2 separate regions of the Gossypium hirsutum genome follow, and region 2 is linked to region 1. The links are chromatin contacts, called in public Hi-C maps. All regions are on one chromosome and are shown on one strand. The core of a region is the stretch at or near the end of the contact, and the rest is flanking DNA. Distances in the headings are between cores, read along the strand shown.

What was found. Hi-C and Micro-C count contacts between places; a contact is called where the count stands out from the background.
Region 2: a Hi-C map of leaf shows a contact between it and region 1, with 2.0 times the contacts expected there. The contact joins the promoter of LOC107917007 here to the promoter of LOC107917869 in region 1. A contact is called at or near these places in 3 of 34 Hi-C or Micro-C datasets (all in leaf).

The regions. Positions count from the first base shown.
Region 1 is chrA01:19,041,807-19,049,589 of Gossypium_hirsutum_v2.1, reverse strand. LOC107917869 (RNA-binding protein 24-B) reads right to left here and starts at 4,714. Exons shown (of 8, transcript XM_016847240.2): 1 at 3,623-4,714; 2 at 3,241-3,385; 3 at 2,546-2,669; 4 at 1,074-1,110; 5 at 744-981; 6 at 319-426; 7 at 133-231. The coding sequence starts at 3,853. The coding sequence ends at 332. It overlaps LOC107917912 (AT-rich interactive domain-containing protein 5), which reads right to left. Exons shown (of 14, transcript XM_041114599.1): 13 at 7,355-7,447; 14 at 6,689-7,036. The coding sequence ends at 6,929.
Region 2 is chrA01:19,493,980-19,501,762 of Gossypium_hirsutum_v2.1, reverse strand. It overlaps LOC107917007 (glyceraldehyde-3-phosphate dehydrogenase B, chloroplastic), which reads left to right and starts at 3,516. Exons shown (of 9, transcript XM_016846395.2): 1 at 3,516-4,114; 2 at 4,193-4,306; 3 at 4,419-4,586; 4 at 4,690-4,857; 5 at 4,965-5,125; 6 at 5,235-5,296; 7 at 5,385-5,434; 8 at 5,524-5,930; 9 at 6,020-6,338. The coding sequence starts at 4,016. The coding sequence ends at 6,155. It overlaps LOC107916683, which reads left to right and starts at 946. Exons shown (of 5, transcript XM_016846017.2): 1 at 946-1,306; 2 at 2,075-2,183; 3 at 2,409-2,505; 4 at 2,817-2,903; 5 at 3,053-3,377. The coding sequence starts at 1,246. The coding sequence ends at 3,187.

The sequences.
Region 1 (7,783 bases), core at 3,465-5,964:
AGAACTGATCCCCATAATGGGTGTGACTATGTTATTTCATTTGTTTACTCTTCATTATTGGCCTTTTTTTTTTTTGGAACAGTACTGCAGGAAAGAAAATTGATGTATCAGTGGGATGAGAAAACTCAGTACCTGTAGAATGCAAAATAAATAACTTGCAAGGCTAGATCCGAAGCCCGCCACTCAAGTAGCAGTTCCGCTGCTCTTAGTCCTGCTGCAATCTAAGGATACCTGAATTAATGAAAAAAGGATACCAGTCACAGTTACTTCCACAGCATGACACCTAAGAACTTCGTGCCACAAGATGTGAATACTTACCTTGATCAACTCCTCACCCAGTTGTTTGGTCAGAACCACTACCTTGCATAAACTGAGAAGGAGTAGTAACAATAAATTGTGGCTGTGCTGGAACAGATGCTGCTATACCTAATAAACAAACACACCTAGCTGATAAGGTCTTCTTTGCATTGAAAAACTTAAAACAACTGGGCCTGCGCATCAAATTCTCTAAGCTTAACCAAAGAGTCCATTCTCTATATAATTTTCAGTTCACAAATAATCATTAATGGATATTTTCTTCGAATGCCTAGCAAAATTAAATTAGATCAATGAAATATAAAGATGAGGATGTAATGTCAAGATATTGAAGAGGGTAGTAATCATTGGCATAAAGAGTTAGCAGAAAAATGCAAAGCCAGTAATGTAAGCAAGCACAAAAAGAAGATTTTCATATTGATATTAACCTCCAGGATATGGTGTTTGGATTGTGGGCATTGGAGAAGTTGTGATTGCATTAGCAACGGCTCCTCCAAACTGCACTATTTGATGGCTTGGCATTGCATATCCCTGTACAGCTGTATAACCATGTCCACTAGGAACAGTCTGACCCAATTGCCCATAAGGATAAATAGCTGGATTAACTGCTCCAGGAACTCCATATATCTGAAGGTACTGCTGAGCCACGTAGGGGTTGTAAGCACCCTGTCCAGAGAAACAAGAGTAAATCAGCATCAGGACACAAGCATTACTTGCTCCAATTTTTTCACAACATTCCACTTTGAAATGCCAACAACCTGAGGATAGACATATTCAGGTCCATATGTTGCATACCTGCACGGATAAACATATATCAAAGATCTCAAAACAGTCAGCATTAATTAGGAGTTAGGCATTAAATTTTATACTGTAAATGAATTTATAGCAAGGGCATAAACACGATACTATGTATCACGTCAGAACAACCAAGCTTTCCGAGTGAAATACCAGCGTGCTACTACCAAGAAGCCCATACCAAGACCCAAAAACTTCATCAGTAAAATCATAAGCCTAACTACTCAGCCCATGAGAATAATCACATCCCCCCTTCTCCCAACATTTCTTTTTCCCTTTGATCCTTATCAAATCACAATCATGATCTTGCCTGTTCAATAAACATTGAGCTCGGGCACATATCCTCTGCAACTACCACTTTTGCATTCCTGCAATTACCAATCACACCATGTCATATGACTGTACTTTAGACTATTTAATCCTGAATTCTAAGGTAAAGACTAAAAACTCCTTGGCCAATTTTGCATGCTGTGATCGGTTTGAACTGCAAGGAGAATAATTAAAAGAGGAGAAAGTAGCTGCAAAAGGAGATGTACCCAATTGAACTCTGATTAGCAAGCTTTCCGTAATGACCCAACCACACTGCTGGTTGATGAGGCATGTACAGCACACAACCATATGTATGCTAAGGCTAGAACCTATCCTCATTAATAATGAAAGAATATATGTTTCTGCCCTACTGTTTATGCTTGTGTGGAAACGTCTCAATCCATACATTACAACATTTTAAATGAAGAAAAAGCTTAACACAAAGTAGCCTAGAGATCTACAATGGAGTTTACCGAGACAAAAAAAGAAAAAATACTTGATTCTAAACTTTGTGTGCCAATCCTTTCAATTCCAAGCGGAAAATCCCAGGAAATTATCACATTAGACTTTAGAGACTCATAAAAAGGTGTCTGTCAAGCACTTATATCAAAGTCAATTGTAGGCAAAATCCCCAAAAAGAAACCTAATGCTCCATTTGGAAACATGAATTCAAAATTTTGGATTTGAAGTTTATTTACTATGTAAATGGTAATAACAAAATGCATGTATTATGGACAATTTAATCGGAATTCCATATAATATATATTTGACTGGTATAAAAACATGAATTTGTCAAATTCAAAAATATTTTAGTAATTTCAAATTTGCTACTAAATAGCAACCAACAAATCCATGGATTTGAGAAATAATTATGAATGTTACGTTTCTAAATATTTTACTTCTCAATATACAATATTTTTGAAATCCAAATCAAAATTCTAAAATCTAAGTTCCCAAATACTATCTAAAATAAAATTTCTTAGGCACTTAATAAAACAAAACTTGAATAATTATAAGTATAAATGATAAATGCTAGAATTTGATGTTCAACCAAGCCAAGCTCAATTGAATCATGATTGGAGCAACCAAAATAGTTAGAAACCCTTGAATCAGAAGCATAACTCACCCATAAGAAGGGTACATCAATCCTTGTTGATAATTGTAAGGAAGTGGAGGCTGATAGCCAATACTTCCAACATAAGCCCCTCGTGGCACACCTCCAATATATGGAGAAGCTGGTCTCAAACGTCCTATTAGAAAGACAACAAGGAATAAATAATTAGCCTGATCACCGAGTTTAACAGAAATGGGCACATTCAGAACTAACTGAAAAAAAAATTGAAAAATTAGTTCAACTATAAGTATAATAGCATCAGCTTGAAAGAGTTGAATGGAAACAAAATGAAACCACCCTACAAATTTCTACTAGAAGCAGAGATTTGGGCAATATAAAGTTATAAACAAGAAGAGACACTTTTGGCAAAGAAAGACAGTTTTAAATGAAAGGACATTTTCAACATCTGTGGTAAGAACGCAAACAGAAACCAAATTCAAAACCTATGTTACTCGGACTCAGGTGTGAGTGTCCGATACAGATGTGTAGTGGACCTGGGTTTATGGATAGATTTTTTCTATGCTTTTTCATTTATTTAGAGGATGAGAATCTTGGAGGCCATATGCCTGTAACCATGTGTCAGACACAAATACCTCAAATCGAAGAAAAGGGAATAGCATTTTTTTTCGAGTGAGCTGGAATAGCAGCAAATATTGTTACAGAAAATGTCACATGTTGAAAACGATAATGGTGTTAATCAGACTAACCGGACAGATTAGAGATGATACCGTAAGGAACAGGAGGTCGAGGACGGCCTAGAGAAGCCAAATTACAATTAGCACGCCTGCCATCAATAATTGGGGTCGGATCAGCACAGGCTCTCCTAGCAGACTCTGGATCCCGGAAAGTTACCTACACCCTCCATGCAAACCCAACAAGAAACCAAGTCACTCTAAAGTCAATAAAACCCCTTTAACTTACTACACATTGCTTCAGCATCAAAGCCTTGCTGCCACCCTTGATTTAGTACCAGTTTTATTTACATAATAACATGGACAGCCAAATGCAAAGTAGCATCTTATCATCATCAAACAGCAGCAAAGACAAAGAAATCTTTAAAAATTTAAAAAAAAAAACATTAACACTCACAAAACCATATCCTTTTGAACGGCCGGTGTTCTTATCAGTGATGACAACGGCTTCCACGATTTCACCAAACTGCTCGAAATATCGGCGCATGGTTTCGCTTTGAGTTTCCCAAGCGAGTCCCCCAACAAAGACCTTGGTGTATGTGGTATCTCCAAAAGGGGAATTCATGTATTGGAAGCCAGAACTCGAACTCGACCCCGAGCTCGGACCCGGAATTTGCTGAAACGCCATGACCACAGATGACCCAATTCAAATCCAGGGATACTAAGGAAAGGATCCAAGATTGATTGAAGGTGATCGACAAATCAAGTAAGAATGAGGTTAACCCCAGAATAGAGAGACTAAAGATACAATTTTTTCCCTTAAAAGAATGATAAAACCCTAGAAAAACCCTAGAATTGGAAGGAAAGATAAATTCGCAGAACCGTATGGGATTTAATGGAATAAAGGAGAAAAGGCAGAAAACCCTAGATGGGCCAAGAAGAGGGGTGAAGTGGAAAGTGGTGGGATTGGATGAAACATGCACTTTGGGGCTATATACACAGAGACAGTGAGGAACACAGAAAAGCAAAGCAAAGCAAAGAAAAGTGAAGGCTTGACAAAGTGAGGAACGGCTTACTATGTATGACAGGAAGAAAAGAGAAGGAAGGAAAAGAAGAAAACAGGAGGTGGGTGAGGATTGATTGATGGGTAGCAAACAGAGTGAAGAATCAAATTGTAATACCAGAATAAGGAGAAGATCAAAGACCCCTCAAGAAAACTCAGTAAGGTGAAGGGAAATAATAAGAAATTAACTCAGTTCATTGTTGTTGAGAGATGGAGGAGGAAGAAATAGAAGAGTGGTCATCATCATCAAGGAAGAGCAATAAAGGGGAGAAAGAAAGAAAGAAAAAAAAAAGAAGGAAAAGGCGCAAAGGGAAGAGAGGAGAGGCTTAGTGCTGGAGAGTTCTGAAACAAAGCAATGGCAATTAGCAAAGACAGCTTGGTTGGGGTGGGGACTCGGGACCTACTATCCCCTATTTCAATGGCTAATCCAGTTGCCTGTCTCTCTATCTCTCGCCTCTTGTAACTGATCTCGCTCTTCTTTTCACTCTACTAACTCCAAATTAAATCAAATGGGATTAAATTTTAAAGCATAAAAAATTAATATTTATTTTTCAGTCATAAAATTCCAACATTTTTATTAAATAAACATCCATTCTACTCACGATAATTAAACAGACAATTCTTGCAGTACTGCTACTGATTTTGTCTGACTTGAAATTCACTATTCTTCAACCACACTCGCAGTAACAAATGGGAATAAGAAGTCTCCTGGCTTTCCAATTCTCTACTTAGAATCCCATTTTAATTGGTAATTTGTGTAGCTTTTTTGTTTTTTAATAATAATAATTTACCGAGTGTTCATAACATAAATAAGTGGTGAGATGGACAATTTAGTTCCTGAATAGTAGTATACATGTGTTGTAGTGTACATATATATATTATTATTAATAAAGAGTACGGTAGGGGTGGAAATGGATAAAGCTGAAGGAGCTGTCCAAGTAAAGTCAGTAAATTGAAAGGGACCCTCAGAAAAAAGGATGATGCTGCTTGCGACAATTATGCATTATTGTTTTTCTTTCATTGAACCCGGTAGGTATATATTTTTTGCAAATAAAACCTTAATAATATATTGTAAGAAAAAAAAACCCAAACATTGTGACCCAATCATCTCCTCTAAAACCCCGCGAATACAGATTAACTTGAAACAAAAATAGTCAAACAAACCCGCGATTCAAGTGCTTGGATTAGAGATGCTATGAGCACACCAGGAAATAAATAAAAAGGGGGGGGAGAACAGTGCATAAAGATGTTAGAATGATGCAAAAGAAGAAACGAGAAGAAGAAGAAGAGAGGGTAATCGTTTTGTAGGTGAAAGAAACCAAGAATCAACAAAATCATCGGCATGAAAAAAATAGTACTAATAATTTATAAGAATGATGTGTGTGGACACAGAGGCCATAACATCTGTTGGCTGCCTGGCCTAGCATAAACCTAGACTAGGATATCATATCTGTCAGCTTATATTCTTAATTTTCTGACAACATTCTTAAACAGGAAAGTTTTTTTCTTTTTTTTTTTTTGGCTTCTTAATTCTTAATGGGTGTATCTTCCAATGGAGAAAGAGCTACATGCTACTCTAAATTCTGCAGTCATCTCCCAGATACACTCAATTTACTGTCACATACACAATACAACAGTTAGCATGTTGAGACTTTCAATTTTGTATGCTACATACATCATTCATCAGGAGCAGTCAATAGGCGGTCCTGAAGCGGCCAAGTCAAGTGTCATTCACACCGCAGTGCTGCAGCTATATTCGGGTTACACTTACTACATACATGATGATGATGATGATGATGATGATGATGATGATGATACATTTACAAATGCTAGCCACCCACCCAAACTCCCCCATTTCTATCATCACACTGACAGTGACTGATATATACTGTTGAGTTGGGAAAAAAATAATATTATTAACAGAAAATATGGTGAATGTTGTAGGTCCAACCCGAACGTTAAGGCCTTTTACTCCAAATTAACAACGATTAATCAATTTTGATTTGACTCCAGTTAAAGGAAGTGTTGGTACTCAATCTATATAACTAATAATCAAACAAAACGAATAAATGAAGTAAATATTATAAAGTTAACATACTTCCACAAAACAACAGAGCTTATGTTTGATTGGTTGATTTTCAAGCGATAAATATCCAGTTGCTGTTAGTGTCTGATAACAAAATCAGGAAAGCCTCAGTACGGTTGATTCTAATCTAGTTGATTAATATTAAAAGGTAACTTTTGTGCTTCAAATTTAATCATAATATCATTAATTAATTCTTTCAACTAGAATGTTGAGACGGCTTAAAAGGTAGAAAAAAGTCAACGTCAGTATTTCAGCCTTAATGACACTTTTAAAGTAGAAACCCCAAATGATTCCAAACTAAAATATAAGGACTAAATCCCAAATTTGAATCAGTAAAGGGACCAAAATCAGAAATTGACCAAACTAAACCATTGTTTGCACAAGTCTTTAACTTGCATTAATTTACCAAATCTCCGCTCTCCTTTTATCATTTGATTTTGAGGAGATTTTTAACTTCCCTTCACAAAGGGCTTTTCAACTAGTTCAGCGTTGATGAATAAAATCAAGCACAAGGAAAATTACAACTAATCCAACAATACCATAGTTTACTCCTAATTACATTAATCCTACAATGACTGTGGCCAACCAATCTAAACTAAACAACACGATGAGGTTCAAGCTGCTGATCCCTGCTCAAAAGGGACACGAACAAAGAGTCGACCATGCAAGCTCACAACAGCAGTTGTCAGAAGCGGATCAATTCTCGATGGTAAGTTCACTACCTGTACAAACCACACCAAATTAGGGTCAGGATCAGCTCACGAAGTATCTTTCTTTTGCTCCAATTTTATTTTCTGCTTCTTTTCCCTCTTGTTTCCACAACAAAAAACCGCCCTATTAAAGCAGCAGGCTTCTTCCTAAAACATTTTCATCTCGAATACAACAATAAACTTGGAAGAAACTGAACAAAATTAAGAATATCGATGCCCATCAAATATAGGGTTAATTCCTCCTATATTCTCACCTATGTTCTCAAGCATAGTCTAGAGATGCTATTATAAGCTTTTTTATTTCCTCGTCTTAGAAATTAAAAGAAATACCTTCTTAAAGGGCGTGATACCCCAAGGATTGTCAACTTGCTCTGGTTGGCCAGTGATAACCACACGTCCAGCAGGATCTGATTGAACTCGTACCTAGATCCACCAAAAAGCAAGTCCAGTCTTACATCCAGGGGAACTCATAGAGACTAAAGAAGGGAGGGATTATGAAACACCAAACATGTTTTCCAATCACAAACGTGTGAAAATCATAGTAACAAATTTAAAAAGAACTTAAGACTTTCACGTATTTGAAAGCAGAAAAGCAGCTGAAATTTTGTTGAGAAGGAGCCAATGTCCCCCCCCCCCAAGTAACTAACTATTAAATTCTTACTGCGCCCCATAGCTTAGGAAGAAAATAGAAAATCCAAGATATCTTGAGAAACCGCTCAAACAATCTACAAAACTAGGAACTAATAAGACATCTTAGTA
Region 2 (7,783 bases), core at 2,267-4,766, 450 kb before region 1:
CAAACTAAAAGAAGTAATTAATATGTAAATTTAATTGATGACATATATAGTAATTAAGCACCCAAATGAGATTGGTTTGGTGGGATTTATTTAGTATAATGGTAGATTTGTGATGAAGGATTCAAACATCTAATAAACCTTGTTAACATATAATAAATTTCACTGTCCATTTTGTTTTGTATTTCTTGTTAACATGCGCCTTTTATAATTAAGTTTGAACATTCTTTTGTTTCTTAGAAGGTATTGAATACAGCATTGCTCTTCAGCTTCATATTTCCATTGCTAGAGATGACCCCATCAAACATCTGCTTCAATTTTCTTTTATTTTAAAATTAATATACATACAGTGGCCAGTGAATTGGACAATCACACATCATAAATAAATTTTAAAATTAAACTCACTAAACTTAATTAACCGTCCATAAAATTATATAATACCTTTACATTAAATATTAACCCTGAAAATAAATTTTAAAAAAGGAAAGTCAAGTTTTTGTTATTATCTGTGTATTATGCGTAAGTTGTAAATTTTTTAAAATTTAAAATTTCAGTCGTGATTCAAGATGGTACCCATTAATTTTATTAAATTAAATTATACCATTTTCATAATCTTATGCGGCAAACATATTATTACATTAGTAATACTATGCTAGTTTGCTATTTTCACATGGTACTTACATAAAAAAAAATTGTCTCATTTTAATTGATGGATTTAAATTATACCATTTGAGCTAGGATTGTAATTTCAAATTTTAAAAAGTATAAAGACTAAGAATAATCAAATCAGAGAATAGAAACTAAATCCAAAACCTACACATAGTATCAGACAAATAACAAAATTGGTCAAACAGATTTAACTGGTTTCAGTTGAGTTATAATTGAAATTTTAAAATTCAAAAGGTAAAAGAACTAAAATTGACGAAATTAGAGTAAAAAGATTAAATCGAAACTTATGGAAAAAAAAACAATTCAATACAAAATTTCTTATTCTAGGTCCAATCCAATAAGAAGAAGGAAACAGTCCAATCTAAAAAGTTAAGAGATTGGGCCGAAAGTAGAGCAACAGATCCACGGTGAAGTTTGGTCGTCAAGCTCAAAGCTGAAGGACAAAAGGCAGCATAGGTATCATCGAACTAACTCGTCCGCTCACTCACTCACTCACTCACAACTCAGGAGTAGCAACCGGGTCGGATTATTTATTTTGTTTCCCTCGTTGTTCAACTGTCTCGTTTCATTTCTTAAAAAATGACTACCCTTTCAAATTCTTTGGTTTTATCGGCAAATCCTCCCCTTCAACTATTTTCTGGTAACAATCCCTTCACATTTCGTTTTTCTTCACTGTTAATTGTTTTATTTATAATTTTATTGTTGTTCATTGTAATTGATTCGATCTTTTTAGCTTCTTTTATTTTTAATGGAGTACGATTTAACGTCTAACGCATCATGATTGCAAAAAAAGAAGAAAGTTTCTTTGCAAAATATAAATCCATGCTCGCTGTTTCCATGGACTTGGATTCATATCTCAGTGTTGAAGTTGTTGATGGGTCTTAGAACATTGGCACTTTGAGGCTATTGATAACTAATCTCCTATTTGCAGATTCAAGCCTATAATTTATTATATTTCCTAGCATATTTGTCTTCTGTTTTTTTGGCATGCTATTAAACTTAAGGTAATATTGACTGCAAGTGCTGTCAGCTAGAAACGAAAGAAAAATGCCAATAGGATTTGTTGAAAGTACTTTGGCTGTGGAATTAATTGTTAGGCTTTATTTTTCGTTATTTCTCATTTTAGTTCAGCATTTTACATCTTTTGATGCAAGAATCTGGGTTTAACATCAATTCAAATTTTCAATTTTAGAATTTGTTAAATTATAGCATCATCAACATGTTATTTTCCATCCTCTGAGATCATAAGATTGTTTTACCTTTGAGATCATAGTATCACTAACTCTAATTTTTGTTCCATCAAAGCTATGTTTTGTGCATTTACAAGTGTACCATCCATTTGGTTTTGAAAGCTTTGAAAGGCTGTTCCTTACCTTCCTTACCTTCCCTGCGCAATTTTTTTTGCTAGGCTCTCATGGGAGTGCCAGCTCCACCAACTTGGTATTCAATTCTAGTCATTTGAGGAAACTGCATATTTCTACCTCTAGAAGGCCTCTCACCGTTCAAGCTTCGTACAGGTATCATCTTCCAGACAATTTGAGCCAAATAATGAATGATTACCTGTTAATATTCCTATAACTGGGAGATAATTAAAGAAGTACTAGCAACCATATGCTTAGGTTTGTGTGTGTGTGCTTGTGTACACGCATATTCTGTTCTCTCTTTTGTGTTTTTTGATATGTTCTGTTGGGAACATTAGCATGTATTATTACCCAAGTTGTCGGCTTCATATGTTCTTACAGTGATGGCGAAAGGTCAAGCAGTGCTAATGCCTTTGTTGGAGGTTTTGTTTTGGGAGGGCTCGTGGTTGGTGCACTTGGTTGTGTATTTGCCCCTCAGGTGATATTACCATTGCAAATTGCTGTAGAAATTATACTAAACTATCTCTTTGCTCTCCTTTATGTATATTTGTTATTTTGACCAATTAAAATGCCCCCATATAATTTTCAATGGATTACACTCTACAGCTATAGTTTCATAATTGTCTAACTCACCCCTCCCCCCTTCTTTTTGATGTCTAAAACATACAGCCGAAACTCTGGAAATTATTTATGTTTGACTATTATTTTTCCTATGTCAACTTACTATTCATGACTTATATGATGGTGATTGTCGACTACTTAGATTCTTATGCTGTTTGCCTTCTATAGATCAGCAAGGCACTAGCTGTAGCTGATAGTAAGGACCTTATGAAGAGACTGCCTAAATTCATATATGATGAAGAAAAAGCTTTGGAGGTGAGCACTTACACTGTTCAGAATTATTGTCCCCTAAATATTGGAATGGCCTGAGTAGTGTGTGCTTTGAAGTTGATGGACCAGCATTTATGTGTTGTCAAAAGTTTATGGGTTTAAAAGCTGAATAATGAGTGACCTTTATTGTGTAGAAAACTCGGAAGGTACTGACCGAGAAGATTGCTCAGCTAAACGCTGCCATTGATGATGTTTCTGGTCAGCTTCGATCTGAAGATGCCCCGAACGGAGTTGCTGTAAACTCTGATGAAATTGAAGCTGCCATATGAATTGCCTTACGAACGGTGGTTTAACTAGTCTGTTATTAAGAAATAATAGGGAATTTGTTGTAATTTTCCTGTTTTCTCGACAAAACAGTGTAACTCTGTCATTTTAATATGTGGTGATTGTTGCTAAAAACATGAATACTTTAAAAACTTTTGCCATACATGAAGGTAAGATGCTCAAGGTTTGCGACAAGTTTTACAGAGCAGCATTTGAGGAGTTTCCTACTTTGTAATGTTGATTTAATACTTGGAACAATCTTTACTTAAAATAAATATCCTGCATTTGATGTTTGGAAGAAAATTTTAATCGAATCTTTTTGTTTGGAAATAGAATACCCCTCTCTCTGTCTCCGATGTGGGGTTTCATTATTATTAGCCTCAAAATAAGTTTATCCTAAGAACGTACAATGACATGGATATTTTAATTTCATCTAAATGTTCACCACCATCCAAAATAATCTCCTCGTAGCCATAAAATTATTGCTTGTACGCATCTTGGGCACTGCTCCATTGAGCTTGAGTCCTTTCTCTCTTGACGACTTGCAGATTTTTTTTTTTTTTTGTGGTCATTTAACACAGTGCAAAACTGCTAATGCACTTGAGAGAAATAACAAGGGATGGAGCTGTGGCTCAAATTATGAGCTTCAGTTCTCCCATACAATCTTATCACATATATCTTGCACACCCTCCATATTCACCACACGTTCCGTTAATTCACTTTCAACCATAATTTATATCCAATGATATATTAACCAAAACACCAAATTCAAGTGTATAAATAGTAGTGGGGAGGGGAGTTGATCTTTTAGTTTTTAATTACAGCCATCAGCCATGGCAACAAAAGCTGCTTTAGCTCCTTCAAGAATCCCTGCCAACACCAGGCTTCCATCTAAGACCACTCACTCTTTCCCCACTCAATGCTCTTCCAAGGTCTCCCTCTTTCTTCTGCTTTTGGTTGCTCTTTAATTTGCTTCAGGATTTTATTTTCATTTCGGTTTTGTTGTGCAGAGACTGGAAGTGACTGAATTCTCTGGACTTCGATCCAGCTCATGCGTCACCTTTGCCAAGAATGTTAGAGATACTTCCTTTTTCGACGTGCTGGCTGCCCAACTTACTCCCAAGGTTCCTGCACTCTTCCAAAATAACTTTACTTTTTAAGAGATAAGATTGTCCTGCTAGTCTTACTACTGTTGCATATGATAGTGTTGATGGCTTGAAACTGTTTGAAATTTAGAGTGAAGGTGTACCATCAGCATCTGTTAGGGGAGAAACAGTTGCCAAACTGAAGGTTGCAATCAATGGATTTGGACGCATTGGCAGGAACTTCCTCAGATGCTGGCATGGCAGGAAGGACTCACCCCTCGAGGTTGTTGTTGTAAATGACAGTGGTGGTGTCAAGAATGTAAGTAACTTAAGTTTCATTTGTCATGCTTTATAAGAGCTAACCTATGAGGTTTGGTTTGATTAGTTTCATTCATTAACTGCGGTATACAATATAAACACAGGCTTCACACTTGCTGAAATATGACTCCATGCTGGGAACTTTCAAAGCTGATGTGAAAATAGTTGACAATGAAACCATCAGTGTTGATGGGAAGCCCATCAAGGTCGTCTCTAACAGGGACCCTCTCAAGCTTCCTTGGGCTGAACTTGGTATCGACATTGTAATCGAGGTAGGTCCTTTGCCCTTAAGTGCTCTTAAACAGATCCTGCAATCTATTATTCAGCTTGCTCTAAAGAGTAATAATTATAACTGAATCATTTGACATGCACCTTAAAGGGAACTGGAGTCTTTGTAGATGGCCCTGGAGCTGGAAAGCACATACAAGCTGGTGCCAAGAAAGTTATCATAACTGCTCCAGCTAAAGGTGCTGACATTCCAACCTATGTTGTTGGAGTCAACGAAGGGGATTACGACCACGAAGTCTCAAACATCATCAGGTCAGTTTTGAATGAAGAGTTGCGTGCTAATAGAGCTGTAACGAAAATCATTCCCCTTATTCCTTCTGTTCTAGTGGTTTAGAATTTGATTGCCATTTTGTACTTGCAGCAATGCTTCATGCACCACAAATTGCTTGGCTCCTTTTGTGAAAGTCATTGATGAAGAATTTGGTAAGCATTTCTCATTTTTATGTATCATTTCAAAGCTTGAACATTTTGAGGATGATCCTTTTCTCACTTTGCCAAAACTGATTTGCAGGCATTGTGAAGGGTACAATGACAACCACTCACTCTTACACTGGAGACCAGGTAATCATAATAATTAACCAAACACAAACACCCAATTGAATTGCTTGAGCAACGAAGAAAACTAAAATTATTTGTTGGTGATGGTCCAGAGGCTATTAGATGCTTCGCACCGTGACTTGAGGAGAGCCAGGGCTGCAGCATTGAACATTGTACCAACAAGCACAGGTGCAGCCAAGGCTGTCTCTCTTGTGCTTCCTCAACTCAAGGGAAAGCTGAATGGCATTGCACTTCGTGTGCCGACACCAAACGTATCAGTTGTTGACCTTGTTGTGAATGTTGAGAAGAAGGGCATTACAGCTGAAGATGTGAATGCTGCTTTTAGAAAGGCAGCCGAGGGACCATTGAAGGGTGTATTGGAAGTGTGCGATATTCCTCTTGTCTCAGTGGACTTCAGGTGCTCTGATGTTTCTTCCACCATTGACTCTTCCTTGACCATGGTCATGGGAGATGACATGGTCAAGGTGGTGGCCTGGTATGACAATGAATGGGGTTACAGGTGAGCTTTAAGCAAGCAATCTAAAATCAGTGTAGGTAATGTTTATATTTGATTTTGTAGATTAATAACTGTTACAATGTGATATGCAGCCAAAGGGTTGTTGATCTGGCACACTTGGTGGCAAGCAAGTGGCCGGGCATGCCTGTAGCTGGAAGCGGTGACCCCTTGGAGGATTACTGCAAGGCAAACCCAGCAGATGAGGAATGCAAAGTTTACGAGGCTTAAATAGTTGCAACTTTATGATTATTTTTAATTTTTTTTTTACTTGCAGATGGTATAGTTGGTGGCCAAGGGTTTTCCAATGTTCATGTTAACAGAAAAAATAAACAGGTCATTTTGTAATGACAGCAGAGTGACATGAACATATAACATTTCAATGCATGCAGCTGCAATCATCTTTTGAATTAATTACTTGTTGCTGTGTGTAGTCCTTCTATCAATTGCATCCTACTTTCTCATACATACATACATACATACACTTCAGCTAGTTGGAAGAAACGAAGCAAAAACTGAACACCAAAGTGTATAGTTGTGTTAAGCTTTAAAAGTTTGAAGAGAAAAGGCCGAAGGAGAATGAGGCCTACCATGCATAACCCGACAACAACCAATTGCATTTAGCATGTGGTGATATAGAATGTTAGGCTCTTAATCAATATTCAATCATAATAACCTTAATTATAAAAAAAAATCCTGGTTTATGCATAATCCAAATAGAGAATTGATTATCAATGTAAAAAACACTCAAGCCCAGTCCAATAATGGTCGTTGAGTTCTTGCTTTGCTGCCAAGAATGTTGGGCTCTTCAGCAAAAATCTTCTTTATAATTACATATAATGTTGTCTGTTGTCACAGTAGCTACTCCATCTCTAGCATCACAAACCAAAGGGTTTCTTACCAAACAACCACCATAATATTCACCTTTCCATCGCCAAGCATAACACTATACATGAATTGAATGCCTCACAAATACAATTTCAAAGCCCTCCATCATTCAAGAACTCTTTAACAAAATATGAAAAAGCTTCAATAACAACAGCATCTTAAAATCTGAAAGAGACAACAATCCTCACTTAGCAAAACATGAAAATGAAAGCGTTAATGTCCGAACTCTGTATTAGTAATGACTCTTCCAAGAGTACAAGAAAGAATGATGTTCCCATGAAGTTTACAACTACTTATGCAGAAGTTTAAGATCATATACCTCACAAGGTAAGTCACCAGGCTCACTGTATTTGCCATACTTGAAACTAAAATCCCTTTTTCACTTTGAGTTAAACGCTATGATATCATGATGGACTCACTAAACCACGGAAACGAACACGAAAGGTTGTAAGTACTGACTCAATCGCGGAACTACATATGTGATCGTAAACTCAACTGGTTCAAAAAAAAAATTGCTTATATATATTTTTAATTTATATAATTAGTAAATTGAGCTCACAAAAAAATTGTAAAATAATCCACCAAAATTTTTGAAAATTTTATTTTATACAAAAATAAATTAATCTCTCTCCACTCACTTTTTTTTAACATTCATCAATTTTGTCTCAAATTTCTTTTAATCTCTCACACACCCTCTAGAATTTTTACAAGGTTAGTGATCAATATTTCAATACTTTCAGGCAAGTCTCTCTAATTTGGTAATAATTATTCTTTTCTTTTCAAGCGTCATTAATTAATCTCTAAAACATAATATTGTGGCTTTTTTTTTGATAGCTTAAGATTTTTATACAATATTTAGTTTTTTATTGATTGAATGATTTTGAGATATTGATTTTGTATGAGATCCCTAGCATCTTGATTGACTAATAATTTTTAAAAGTTGATTAATAAAAATCCCTGTAGAAATTAGG